Regions from separate parts of the Mus musculus genome. Here region 1 is linked to region 2. Evidence: chromatin contacts called from public HiChIP or PLAC-seq data. All regions are on one chromosome and are shown on one strand. Each heading gives the region's core, a stretch centred on a gene start, on an enhancer-like site or on the middle of the called end of the contact. The rest is flanking DNA. Distances are from core to core; before and after follow the strand shown. Region 1 has its middle 35 kb from the start of Gm13218. Region 2 has its middle 100 kb from the start of Gm13218.

Region 1 (6,731 bases), core at 1,334-3,833, 64 kb before region 2:
GAATGCACAGTGAAGAGTAAGTGGCCCAGAGAAACATGGCAACAGAGATTTTCTGCTTTCTCAAGAAACAAGACTGCAGGCTGTGGATGTCTGGCAAGTGTAGAGTACCTGCTCTAGTGTGTATGAGGCCCTTGTTTGAACCCCTCCCCAGTAACGCACAAAACACAGCATGATGAAAAAGGCGTGCACTGCCAGCATTCAAGAAGTAGAGGTAGGAGGATCAGGAATTCAAAGTCATCCTTGGTATAGTGAGTTCAAGTCCAGCCTGATCTACATGAGGTACTGTCTAAAAGAAAAAGGGGGAAAGGATGAAAGGAAAGAGAGCAAGCAAGAAAGGAAGGAAGGGGGTAAGAAGAAAAGAAAGAAAAGAGCTGGGTGTGGTGGCACATGATTTTAATCCTGTATGTAGGAGACAGATCCTTGACGCTGAGGTTAGTCTAGTCTATAACAGCGAGCTCCAGGCTTCAAAAACAATAAATAAACAAAACAAACATTTAAAAATATCTACAAAGAAAAAGAGAGAAAGAGAAAAAGAGTAGACTAGGAAGAAGAGAAGAGACACTTGTGCCAGCAAATAACCAGTGCCCGTTAAACTGCCCAAGATGGCAGTTCCTAGGACTCCTCTCCCATGGCCCAGCTGACCCTTGCCTTCTATCCTTGGCTGGCACAGGGGCCCCAGGCTGACATCCACATTTGTTGCTCCAGCCTCACAGGCATAGATTTTTATAAAGTTCCATTTTATGGAGCGCCTACCTCCCTGACTTCTACCTCCTGTTGCTTCTGCTCCTCATTCCTGAACCACAAGGCAACCAACTGTAACAATCCTTTGTTTTGTGGGACCGTGAAAGGGTGGGAGAATTTAAAAAAACAAAACAAAACAAAACAGGAAAAACAAAAGTTGCATCTGGAGACACAATTTCTTATGTTTTTATCTCCTTTTCTCTCTGTGTTTTTCCTTTTGATCACACAAAGTACTCTGAGATCTGACAACCAAAATTGTTCTTTCAGAATCTCCAGTGGGTTGGTGATAAATTGAGAAGGTGGAGATATCTTTAGTTAACACAAAATCATAGCCCCAAACATACTTCTTTTGAAGATTCTTTAGAGTAGAAGAAAATGAGCACAAAGTTGTGTTTATTGAAACAAACATTCATTATTATTATTATTATTATTATTATTATTAGCAGCTACAGAAGGCCACTTTCACACAATTCTATAGTGAACGCTGAACACAGGCTTCACCTCTGCTACCCTCCCCTTCTCAGCCTCCTCCCCACCCCCAGTCTCCTTCATCCCCCACTAATCTATATAAACTATTAGGATGCACAAAGAAGGTAGTAAGCCGAACGTCATAAGCACAACAGAACAGTGTACTTTCCCTCCTCCCTTTAATGTTTCTGTTTGTGTGTTTCTAATTTGGAAAGAAAGATAAATTAAAATATGTATGGGTATCTGTGTCCATCAGATCCCTGTGAACTTCAGAAACAATGGATGGTGGTAAGCCAACAAGTGGGTGCTGAGAACTGAACCTGGATCCTCTGCAAGAGCAATAGGTGTTCTTTGGTGCTGAGCCATCTCTTCAGTCCCCTTGAGTAAACTTTTAAAGGCTAATCAATCTATTAGCCGTAGACATCTACTTAATTAACTACTAACAACTTCAAAACAGTGGTTTATTGAATTTGATGCTATGTATTCACTGCCACTATGATTTTAATAGTGGATAAGTTATGGCATCTATAAATCACAGCTTGGGAGTTATTTTCAACTTCACTTTCAGTATTTATTGCTTGTCTGGGCTCATCTAATTGAAAGTCTTTTGAGCCCCATAAGTTAGAACAGACATTACAAGTGGATCGGTTTTAATCTGAAAACACTCCCTCTGCTTCTTCTTCTTTTTCTTCTTTTTTTTCCCCTCTCTTTCTTTTAATGTTCAATGAAGTATCAGAAACACAGACTTAAAACAAAGTGGTTAAAAGAAGTAGTCTCGTTGTCAGCATGATTTATAATGGCAGCTGTCTGTAGTTTTATACAATTGAGTCTTCATTGCCCTAAAAACAGGTAAATTAACGTGTGGTTTAGTCCTAACCACAGATCTTACCAGGCCCTAGTTCCCAGGCTTGTTCCATTTTGCTTTTTTTTTTTTTTTTCTTCTTGCAGGTTTGTTTGTGGCTATGAGACAGCATTGGTCTTAGGACTCTTGATGAGAAAATGGAGTTGCAAGACTGGGGAAGCTGCTCAGTTGGTAGAGTGTTTGCCTACCAGGTATGAAGCCCTGGGTTCTGTTGCCAGCAGGACAGAACTGAGTGGTGCACATGCACATCTTTAATTCCTGTGCTTGGAAGGTGGACACTGAAGCTCAACCTTGGCTACCCCACATATTAAAGGCTAGCCTGGGCTACATAAGCCTCTCTCTCTCTCTCTCTCTCTCTCTCTCTCTCTCTCTCTCTCTCTCTCTCTCCTCCCCCCTTTATCACTGTCTCTGTGTCTCTCCACCTCTCTGTCTGCCTGTCTGTCTCACACACACATACACAGGTATGAAGAAAGGAAAAGAGAAAAGGGGCAGCAAGCTTTCACACTGCTGAGCTGCAGGAGTTCAGTGTAAGGAAGCCCGGTTCACCACAGCGGGTACTTTCCTCACTAGGCAGAGGGGCCTGTTTCTGCAAGCTCCCAATCCTGACACAGGTCTGGGAACTCCTCTCTTCCCACCCACAAGGCTCAGAAACCTGTTCTCTGTGGTTTTTGAAGCAGCCAAGGATGGGGAATGCAAAAAGGCGTCCTAGAGGAAGCAGCGTTTGAGCTGGGCCTTGAAGGGGTGCAAAGAACTCCAACAGCCATAGAAGAACAGCTTAGCAGGGCTTCTGGGAAAACAGGAAATATTGCTGAAGTGGAGAGGGGGGTCTCTGGATGAGGTTAAAGAAAAAGAGTTGTGTGTGTGCATCATGCTGTATGTGAGTGAGCCTAGTCTATATTCCACTTGTCAGAGTACTGGGCAAACAAACAAATGTGCAGTAGGGACCTGATATTTTATTTTATTATTCTGTTTTACTTTTTTATGTGTTTTTTTGAGACAGGGTTTTTCTGTGTAGCCCTGGCTATCCTGGAACTCATTCTGTAGACCAGGCTATCCTAGAACTCAAGGATCTACCTGCCTCTGCCACCCAAGTGCTGGGATTAAAGTCGTATGCTACTATGCCCCTAAGGGATTTTATCTAGTACATTTGAATTGACTTTTTAGTGATAAAGTCCCAGAATCCCACCCCACTGTCTTTTGTGATGGATTTCCTAATCTTATAAACCACAGCCATCAAAGACAGAGTGCCGTGTCTTAATTAAGGGCATATTCTAAAGGAGACCTCAGTGGTGTGGGGAAAAGCATGCCATTTGATTCCAAAACAAGTTCAATCATCAAACACTGCTAAGGAAAGCAGTGGCTCTCTCCAACGCACACTGCACTCTCAGCCAGCCGGCATGTTTAATTCTCACTCCTATTGTGCCTTTGGCTGGGAGATGGATCTTTCCAAAGCTCTTACTTCTTTATGAAGAAAACAGGGACAGAAATCATGACCATCTATCTTGCCAAGATGACTGGGAGGATTAAGGTAATAAATCTGACATCCCTGATACAGTTTGTAGTTAATAAACAGTAGTTCTAAGTGGGTGGTGGATCGTCACATTCTATATTTTTAATTAATTAATTACGTGTGTGTGCGTGTGCGTGTGCGCGTGTGCGTGTGCGCGTGCTCGCGCATGTGTATCCAGAGGACGGCTTGCAGAAGTTGATTCTCTCTTACAACTATGTGGAGTCCCTGGGCTGACTCAGGTTCTTATGCCTGACTGCCAGCACCCTTTATTGCTGAGTCCACAGACTGGCCCTAATTGTCCTGTATGAGACACTAACCCTCACATTTTATATGTTGCATGTTTGCTAAGTACCTAATGTGACCCTGAGAATAAGTGAATCTGACAGTGGTTTCCAAGGGACCTAGATTTGGGGGGTGCATGAAGCGAGGACTCAGGTATTAGAGCCAATAGCATCACACAGAGGCACAGCATCATCCACTAAGTACACTTGATAACCATATACCTCACAAGCCAGGGCAGTATTGGAGGGGATTCCCATTGGATCCTGATGAAGCTGCATGTGATTACAACTACAAGGAGAAATTGAAGATCAGCAGGCACGTAGGCCGTGGGTATCACATGGAACTGGAAAGGAAGAACATGTCTGGGACTCAGTGGGGAGTAGCCAGCATCTTTTATTTTTATTGTAATTGCTACAACAAATAATCTACAAGCTGGGTAGCTTAAACAAATTAATTTTCTCGTCTTGTCATTCTGGAACCCAGAAGTGTCAACTGAGGTATTGATCATATTGGTTAGGGTCATCTTGTAGGTGGGGAGAAAGGAGCCACCCTTACCTCTTTTAGTTTCTTTCTGGTGACCTAGGAGATCCTAGAGGGGTATCACCCCTGTCTTGGCCACTTCACATGTCTGCCTTCCTGCTTCATCTCTGTCTTCACATGACATTCTTCCTGTGAGTCTGTGTCTAACCTCATTTTTCTGGTGAACACACAAAGTCATATTGGGTTAGAGTCAAGGACCCCAGTAGCCTCACAGTCACAGAGACATTGTTCCAAATAAGGTCATATTCATAGATAGAGTGGTCAGGAATTCAATATATCTTTTGATGAAGCATAGTTCAACCTATAGCAGCGAGGTTTGTCCTATCAACAAATAATCAACGTGAATGGTTGAGTATCGACTCGAGAAGAAGGAGGGACATCAGAGGAGAGTAACCCAGTACATGCTAAGCAGAGTGACCCAGAGTCACCATTAGATCTAGCAGCAAAGGAAGCAGAACTGATGCTGTGTCCTCGTGTCACTTCCCATGAGTCTGTAGTGGAGTGCTAGGGATGGAGCCAGGAGCTTGTACTCAGACGTGGGCATAGACTGCTCTTAGGTATCACCAGCAGGCTGGGGGTTTATGGAAGAATATTTCAACATGGGGCATCCTGGAATATCTGCATACATGGAGCTGAAACAGTCTAAAGGAAAGCAAGATTAAGGCAAACCAGAATATCAGACCTATACACACAGTGATGGGGTGATGGAGAGAAAGTGCAACCCTGGAGCTTAGGAAGGAGGAGGAACTTCAGGGATACAGGACGAAGCCTGCTTCGAATAGCTGCTGCCACTGCTTGATTATGGTTTGGTTATGTGCACACATTGGTGGTACTCCTAAAAGGCAACGGAGCCTTGAAGACATAGGTGCTCGTGCGAGGTGAGTACGTCATGGGGGTTGGTCCTTTGGGAGAAGGTTAATGCATTCCTGTGAGATCCCGAATTTGTCTGTGCACGATTCAGTTGTGAGAGAAGCTCTGGCTGCCGAGTCCTCTCTCTTCCCGTCTCGGTGTGCATGGCTCTGCCACCATGACACCACCTCCATAAAGCCCTACAAGAGGATAAACTACGTCTTGAATATTCAGCCTCCAAGACTGAGCTACACAAACCTTTTCTCTTTCTTCACAAAGTGATAGTCTTAGAGTGTTTTTCTGTAGCCATAAAAAAGGGAGGAACATCAGGGTGACTTGTGCAAATGTGTAGGTGAAGAAAAGGTGCCAGCAGCAAGAAGTTCTTCACATCGCTAGGACACAACTCAAACTCTGCTTCTGCAGGAAGCCTTGCCCCAGAGCCTTCTGGGGAGCACTGTAATCTTGGCCCTCCTATCACTGAGTCCCCTGCAATTTCCCAGAAGCGCTCACCTGGGTTCTGGGTTCACTTTGCTCACCAATATCCACCTGCATCATCCTCACACATACCAGAGTGACATCACACTGCTGGGTGCATCCACTGGGTACTGTAGATTGGGGGCAGATGCCCGCTCCCTGGGTAATCTTACACAGATCTTGTTCTCCTTTGGTTTTTTTTTTTTTTTTACTCCTCCTCATCTCTGTAAAACTCCAGCAGCCTTATATAACACTGCAAACCTGTGGTCTGCAGGCCATATCTAGCCTGAGGCCTGTTTTGCATGGAGAAGTTGATGATGAACTGCACATCCCTCGATTCATGTTAAAGTCCTAACAGATCATTAGAGAATTGAGCTTTCATAGAGTAAGAAAGAAGGTTGGTTTTGTGTTAGGTCGAATTGAGTCCTTCCAAACCAGTATCTCAAAGCTATAACTCTTGGTTCAGAATGAGACTGTATGTGGACATGATGTCTTTAAGGAGGGAATTAAGTTAAAGACCTAAGATCCTTAGGGAGCAATCTGATCCAACAGGAGTCATATTCATATATAAAAAAGGAAGTCTGAAACTTTCTTTTTTCACCAGTGAATACTATTTGACTGTGTGTAAACATACTGTTTTTCTTATCTGCTCAACCATTTTTGAGCTGCAGAGAGTGGACTTGGAAGGAACAAATTCTGCTGCTCCCCAGCGTGGAACAACACTGTTTTGTTGTTTAAACCATGCATTCTATGAGACTTTGTCAATGCACGTCTGACAAACTCAAACTTTGAATACAACCTTATGTGGTTACTGCTGCAATGAATACGGAATAGAAGACGACTCCTTAAGATTCTGGTTTTGAGGCTCAGCACGTTATAACCATATAGCACACATGTCTGGGGACGTGAGTTCAATCCCTAGGACAAGTATAAAGGCCAAAGGAGAGAACTAACTCTGTAAAATTGTCCTCTGACTACCATATATGTATCATGGGATACAGGCCT
Region 2 (6,650 bases), core at 1,251-3,750:
AAAGGAAATCAGCAGCTTCATTTCACTTGAGTGAAAAGTTCTATTTGCTCTAATTCTTTTTCAGGTACTGGGCATTGAACCCAGGATTACACATAAGCTAGGCGAGCACTCTACTACTGAGCTGCATCCCCAGCCCTGCTATAAAGTTCGGATACCTACCCATGTGGAGCAATTACAGTCATGAAATCCATCCGGCAAGGAGGAAAGGATCAGTGGCAAATGTGCAAATGCTGTTTAAGCTCCATGTTCAGTAAGTATGTTCAATAGGTTTGCTGAGCCATGGGAGAGCCTTTCCCACTCAAATCAGCTCTCTCTTCTGTGTCTAATTTTTAGCTTTGGTTCCTTTCACTATTTGGAATTCAGGAGACTGACTGTTTCGTTTTTCCACCTTTTTATATATAATTAAAATATAATTATATCACCTCTTCTTCCCTTTCTCCCCAGTCCGCCCTGTGTCACCCCTCTCAAATTAATTGTCTCTTTAATTGTTATTGTTATATGTATATACGAATGCACGTATAACAGCAACATGAGTCCATTTAGTGTTGCTTGTATGGTATGTTTTTCAGGCTGAGCGGTTGGTATCAGAAAACCAAGTAGGGGGCTCATTACTGGGAAAGACTAATTCTTCCTCTTTTAATAATTGTTAATTGCCTGTAACTCTTCATCTAAGAGTGGAGTCGCATGAGATTTTTGCCATTCATGCTGGCATGTCAACTGGTATTCAGGTCTGCCTTAAGTAACCCTATTGTTGAGATTTCGTGGGTGTGGCTGCCTTTGAAACAAATGAAGGTTAAATAGAGAAGTGTACAATGTCTAATTTGAAAGCACATCCCGTTAGTCACCAAATTTGCCACTTCTTTCTAGCACCATTAGAAATCCGATTAAGCCCAGAGGACATCATTTCCCTGTCCACACATTGTCCTGGGACTCTCACTCTATTTTATTTTATTCTTTTATTTTTGACACAGTGTTTCTCTGTTGTCCTGGAACTCACTATGTAGATCAGACTGGTCTTGAACTCACAGAGGTTTGCCTGCCTCTGTCCCCCTGCCCCAGAGTGCTGGGATTAAAATCCTGTGCCTCCACCACTCCCTAATTTGATCTCTTGGGAGGTGTCTAGTGGCTTTGCAGAAAGAAATCCTGTATATTGAATTTGTAGGGTTGAAATTAATACTAAAAAGGTTTTTTTTTTAAAAACCAGTTTAATGTTCTCCTCAAAAGATTAGTGAACAATTATTAAACTTACTGCTATTACGTTTTCTTTGAGGTAGGGTCTCATGTGGTCCATGCTGGTCTCAAACATCGTGAATTATATGTAGCTGAGAATGAACTTAAAATCTTGATTCTCCTGCATCCATACTTCAAGTGCTGGACTGACAGGTGTAAACCACCATTCCCTGACTCGTTAAGCTTTTGACTGTCCTAAATACTTGTGCCTAACATGAGCATTAACTTCTTAATTTTTGTATTTAACTAAATGCATGCTTTGTTAATTTGGTTATTAGTTTTCTGTATTGCAGTTTAATTTTATAAGTGTGTATGTGTCCTTTCCATTTTTAATATCTTCTTTCTTCTCTCTTTCTCCTTTTGATCTTTAGTTCTTTTGTTTGTATGTTTGAGTATGGTGTATGCGTGTGTAATATATAGATGCTCCTGTGTGTATGTGCATGGAGAGACCAGAGGTTGGGGAATTGGCCGTCTTCCTTGATTACTTTCTACCTTATTTCTTTGAGGCAGGGCTTCTCCTCGACACTGAAGCTCATGTTCTAGGATGGCAGCTTGCAGGGCTATGGTCCTCCGATCTCCCCTCCAGTGCTGAGGGTGAGGTGTGTGGGAGACCATGGGCTTATGGCTTATTCCATGGGTGCTGGGGCTTTAACTTGGGTTCTTATTGTTATACAGCAAACATTCTTAATCACAAAGCCACTGCTTAGATGCTGGTGCCTCTTAGTATAGCTTTTGAATTCTTGCCTGTGTCTAGCACAAAGCTGAGGATGTGGTAGCATCCAACGTATTTGTCAGTGGAATCTCAGATGAAAATATCTCATAGCCACACACTATGAAAAAGTTTCCAGGTCTCCAGATTGTGGCAGTAGTGATTCTTGCTGTGTCTTTTCATTTGAACAGCCCCATGTTGAATTGTCATTCCCTTTGATAGGGTGAGATTTTTAAAACGTGGCAATTTTTTACTTGAGCCACATTAATTTCTCACATGGAGAGCTGTCTGCATATAGAAGCTCAACAGTGTGCCTGGGTGCCAATAATGGAAGTGACCAAAACTTCTACCATAAATTGCCAAACGTCTCTCGGAGAAGGAGATCCAAAGTCACCCTACCGCAGGGGCACTATCAATCACAGTGGGAATCATGACAGTTATTGTGGGGACTCAGAATATGATGCTTAAAAGTGTGTCACTTTGGTTCACTGCCTGTCACGTACTCACTCAAGACTGCAAGGCCTAAGGAGCAGCTTCAGAAGCAGCCTGACTCCTCCCCTCCTATTTCCTGTCCTTTCCCCCCTGCAGCAAGCCATAGAAGCCAGAACTCTGCCTCTAAGTGAGTCACAGGAACTGGAATCCCTCTTCCCCAAAGCAAGTCGCAACCACCAGAAATGCTACTTGACCTTCCAGAACCTGGGTCTCTGGGTAGAGGTCAGCCATAAGGAAATTCTCTGATCCGCCTTTGTCTTGCAGTCACAGGTCACAGGACCGACATTGCAGAGGGATTTGGCCTTATACCCAGGAGGAAGGAATTCTCAACAGGGAGGCTAAGAAGAATCTGAACAGACAGGCCCTGCTGGCTTCTCCTCCTCAGCCATCCTTTAGATCTTTCTCTTTGTGTCTAGGGACATGTCTCTTGGGTTACCTATTCTTCACAGCTCCTTGGTAGAACAGTAGATTCATTTTATGGACTCTTTGAGTCTTTCTTTCAGAAGAAGCCTCTTGGTCATGTAACACTTGGATTAAATAGTTAAGGAACCAGCCTCCCTCCCTCCCTCCCTCCCTCCCTCCCTCCCTCCCTCCCTCCCTCCCTCCCTTCCTTCCTTCCTTCCTTCTTCCTTAATTTTCCTCCCTTCCTCCTTCCTTTCCTCCTTCTCCCTCCCTTTTTCTTTCCTTTCCTTCCTTTCTTTTCTTCTTTGTACCGGAGATTGACCATAAGGCATCATGCGAGCCAGGCAACCGGTCCACCATTGAGTTATAGCCTCAGACCAATTTTTATTTTTTATTTGGACTCAGAATTTTATTGAGTTGCCATCTTTAACTCACTCTGTAGCCAAGGATGCCCATGAACTAGTGATCCTCCTGACTCAGGGTCTTGACTACTGATTGCTATACCAGACCTGGCTGTGATGAATATCTCTTCCCTTTCCTTTCTTTTGCTATCTTTCCCTTCACCCCTTTCCTTCTCTTAAAAAAATATATCTTACTTTTTAAAAAAGTCAAAACCACATTTTATTTTAGGTATAGAGTACAGTTTACATATTAAAACAACACTATAATAGAATGACTTGATATAGTTTTAATTGCAAGGAAAAAGGTATAAATCTCAGGTTCTAAATTCCCTCCCACCAGAACAAAATCACAACAACAGAAACAAAACCACCCCCCCCCAACATTTTCTAAATGGGCCAGTGTAATAAATGTATTCAGCGAGTCATCATGTCTGGTTCCTATTGCGCTAATGATCAATGGAATTAAAAAGAAATCCAGCTTTCACAATCACAAGATTAACAGGTCAGATTCCCTTGGAATGCAAAAATGCTACTTTAATATGCAGACAGTTAAATTCACATATCTCCCGCCTTGAAGGTGGGGTGGGGGAGGGTGGGCAACAATGACAGGCCCAGAAACTAGGAGAAAACTTTATGTCCTCCTTCATGACTCTTTTGCCTGCAATCCCTCCTTCCTTGTTACCTAGTATTACCTTCCCTTGGTCTCGTTCCTAAATGCTCTACTTTACCCACATTTACATATGTGCAAGGATACTATAGGCTGGGATCCTCAGACAGGGAGAGCAGTCAGCTCATCTTGTTTTTGTTTTTTCCTGAGCTTGAGACATTCACTTAGTATTATATATTCCAGGTTCATCTGTTTTCCTGTGAATTTCACGATTTTAGCTTTCTTTATAGTTGAATAATATTCCACTGAATGTCGGAAAAGGGGAATTCTTGTTCACTGCTGGTGGGAGTGCAAGTTAATACTAGGCATTATGGGATTCAGCTTGGAGGTCCCTCAAAACACTAAAACTACCCTATGACCCAGTTCTGCCCCTCCTGGATGTTCACTCAAAGAACTCTACATCTTACCACAAAGATACATATGCATCCTTATGTGTTGCTGCTCTATTCACAATAGCAAGGAAGAGGAAGGAGCTCAGATGCCCATCAACAGAGAATAGACAATGAACATATGGTACAAATTCATAGGGGAGAATTATTCAGCTATAAAGAAAAATGAAATATCTTAGAAGAAAACTCTTGCTGCTATGTATGCAAGGCTAGTCCAGAACTCATGGTCCTGGTTCAGCCTCCCAATTGCAGGGATCCTAGGCATGTAGCACCATACCCACATAGTCAATTGTTATTGTCTCTTTTGTTCATCTCTCTTTAATTGTGGAGAGGAACCACAGCTTTTCATCCTTCCAATACCAAAATCCAGTGGCTCAACAATTTTTGACAGGTGTGTGTGTTCATGGAGTATTCCTCAAGGATTTGGGCTTTTAATATAGGGAAGAGACTCGGGTCTAGAAGCATCCAGTGTGCACCATCTCCCCTTCTTCAACTACATTTCAGAAAGGTCTTTCAGTTGACTTTGTAGAGATTACAGATATTTATGTTATTTAGAATGATACCTCCGGGCATTGTAGCGCACAGTCATAGGGTAGAAGACACACCATCTCCAGGGCTAGAATTGAGTCCCCCTTTCACTCTGTGGCTCATGATTAGCAACTGAGGCCTCAGTGCTCAAACCAAGACAAGCCTCTCCCGGGAGCTCTGACTCCTTTCCTCAAAGCTGAAATTGTGGTTTTGTTCTCGAACTTTTCTGCAGTACAGAGGCAGAGAATTGGTTCCCCGTGTTGTGAAAATATGAAAGACAATCCAACAAATCAAAAACTAAAGAATCACAACTGCTTGTTCATTTCTCTCTGTGTGACATATCCTACTTTTGTCTTTTATTCTTTCTGTCCATTAAATTCAATACTGCCGATGTAACGATGTAACGATGTAACTGTTTGACTCTTAAAGGGATGGAGCCCCCTCATTGACAGGACCCTGGAATAAACCCCTTTCCTGAGGCATGTGTAACCCAGCTACTGGGTTGGTGCTGGGTATGTAATTTGCACTTGAAATTCAGAAGAGACCTGCCAATCAATTCTTGAAGCTTGCCATTGACCCAGAGATGCTGTTATCTTAAAGCTTTATCTTCTAAGACAATGCTGACTAACGGCTTTTCTTTTTTTCCTGTTTGTCCTGAAAGTATAACAAATAAGCTTAATTCTCCAAAAAGTATTCAAAAATACCTTTTAGCTCAACACAATGCTAGTTATTTCAAGAGGCTAATAAAAGAGTTGTGCAAGTTTTTATACTTTTCATTCTGTATGTATGTATGTATGTATGTATGTACGTACGTACGTACGTATGTATTTGGGTTTTTTCATATATAAGAGCACCCAGTCACATTTAATCTTGGCTTGCACCAAGCCACATTAAGTTTGTTTGCATAGAACTGATAGATCTGCCATTAGCTCTTATGGTCCCCTTTTCATCTCTCCAGTAAGCCCTCCAATTTAAGTAAGAGATTAAGCACATCCTCACCAGGGAGATCCATAGATATCATCCACCTTTCCTGGATGTAACTTCTGAGATTTGACTCCAGGCTTAAGCTGTGTTTGTTGATGGAAAAGGGTGGCTTACCAGTTCTAACCATGCCTAACTGGTAAGAACTCAATGACCACTGATTGAGCGAATGAAAGGGCTCCAGGAGAAGATAATTTACAGAGATAGAATGTGCCTCGGTATACAAATTATTTAGGATAGCTTTGCTCAGCAGAGATGTTGGGGAACCTCTGTTCTCTAGAGATATGAGCAATCTAGAGATTTCTCTTTATATTACCCACAGGACGGATACCTGTGGAGTGTAGGCAGGATTTCCTCTGGTTGCCATCTAGCCTGTAGGACCACAGGTTGGAAGCCAGCTTTTTAATGACCCCATGGCCCCAAGTTCCTTATCCTCATCTCTCAACCCTACCTCATTTCTTGAGTGAATTTTGCATTTTAGAGACCTTTTAGATTCAGAGCAAAGATGAAAAGATAATACAAAATTCTGGTGGGCCTCCGCTCAGATTTCTTAACATTAATCTCATATTACAGTGAATCTTTGACCCTATTTTATTTTATTTTATTTGGATTTGTTGTTGTTGTTGTTGTTGTTGTTGTTGTTTTTTAAAGTTTTACTCCATAGCCCAGGCTAATCTGGAACTGACTCACTGTATAGCTCAGGCTAGCCTAGAACTCATAGTCCTCTTGCCTTTGGCTCCACAGTAAACCTAGGGCCCATTACATTTTTAAAATTTCTTGTTTTGTTTATACCTAAGAGGCTGTTTTCTTATGAGTCCAGCAATGCTCAGAAAAAAATAAGAGGCTTAGTA

Evidence for each region. HiChIP or PLAC-seq counts read pairs in DNA pulled down with a chosen protein or histone mark.
Region 1: a contact with region 2 is called in an H3K4me3 HiChIP or PLAC-seq map of the SCID.adh cell line, with 11 read pairs. The contact joins two enhancer-like sites. A contact is called at or near these places in 4 of 484 Hi-C or Micro-C datasets (Th1 cells, Th2 cells, embryonic stem cells and 1 more) and 1 of 115 datasets of contacts at active chromatin or transcription factors (the SCID.adh cell line).

Annotation. Positions count from the first base shown.
Region 1 is chr2:9,554,118-9,560,848 of GRCm38.p6, reverse strand. No RefSeq gene overlaps it. Among named protein-coding and RNA genes, the nearest start is that of Gm13218, 35 kb to the left of the region's middle. Within about 2 kb of position 2,583, at least 7 of the 459 cell types and tissues checked have an H3K27ac peak or open chromatin away from gene starts, as enhancers often do. A contact at or near this core is called in the SCID.adh cell line, where this site is marked.
Region 2 is chr2:9,489,806-9,496,455 of GRCm38.p6, reverse strand. No RefSeq gene overlaps it. Among named protein-coding and RNA genes, the nearest start is that of Gm13218, 100 kb to the left of the region's middle. Within about 2 kb of position 2,500, at least 45 of the 459 cell types and tissues checked have an H3K27ac peak or open chromatin away from gene starts, as enhancers often do. A contact at or near this core is called in the SCID.adh cell line, where this site is marked.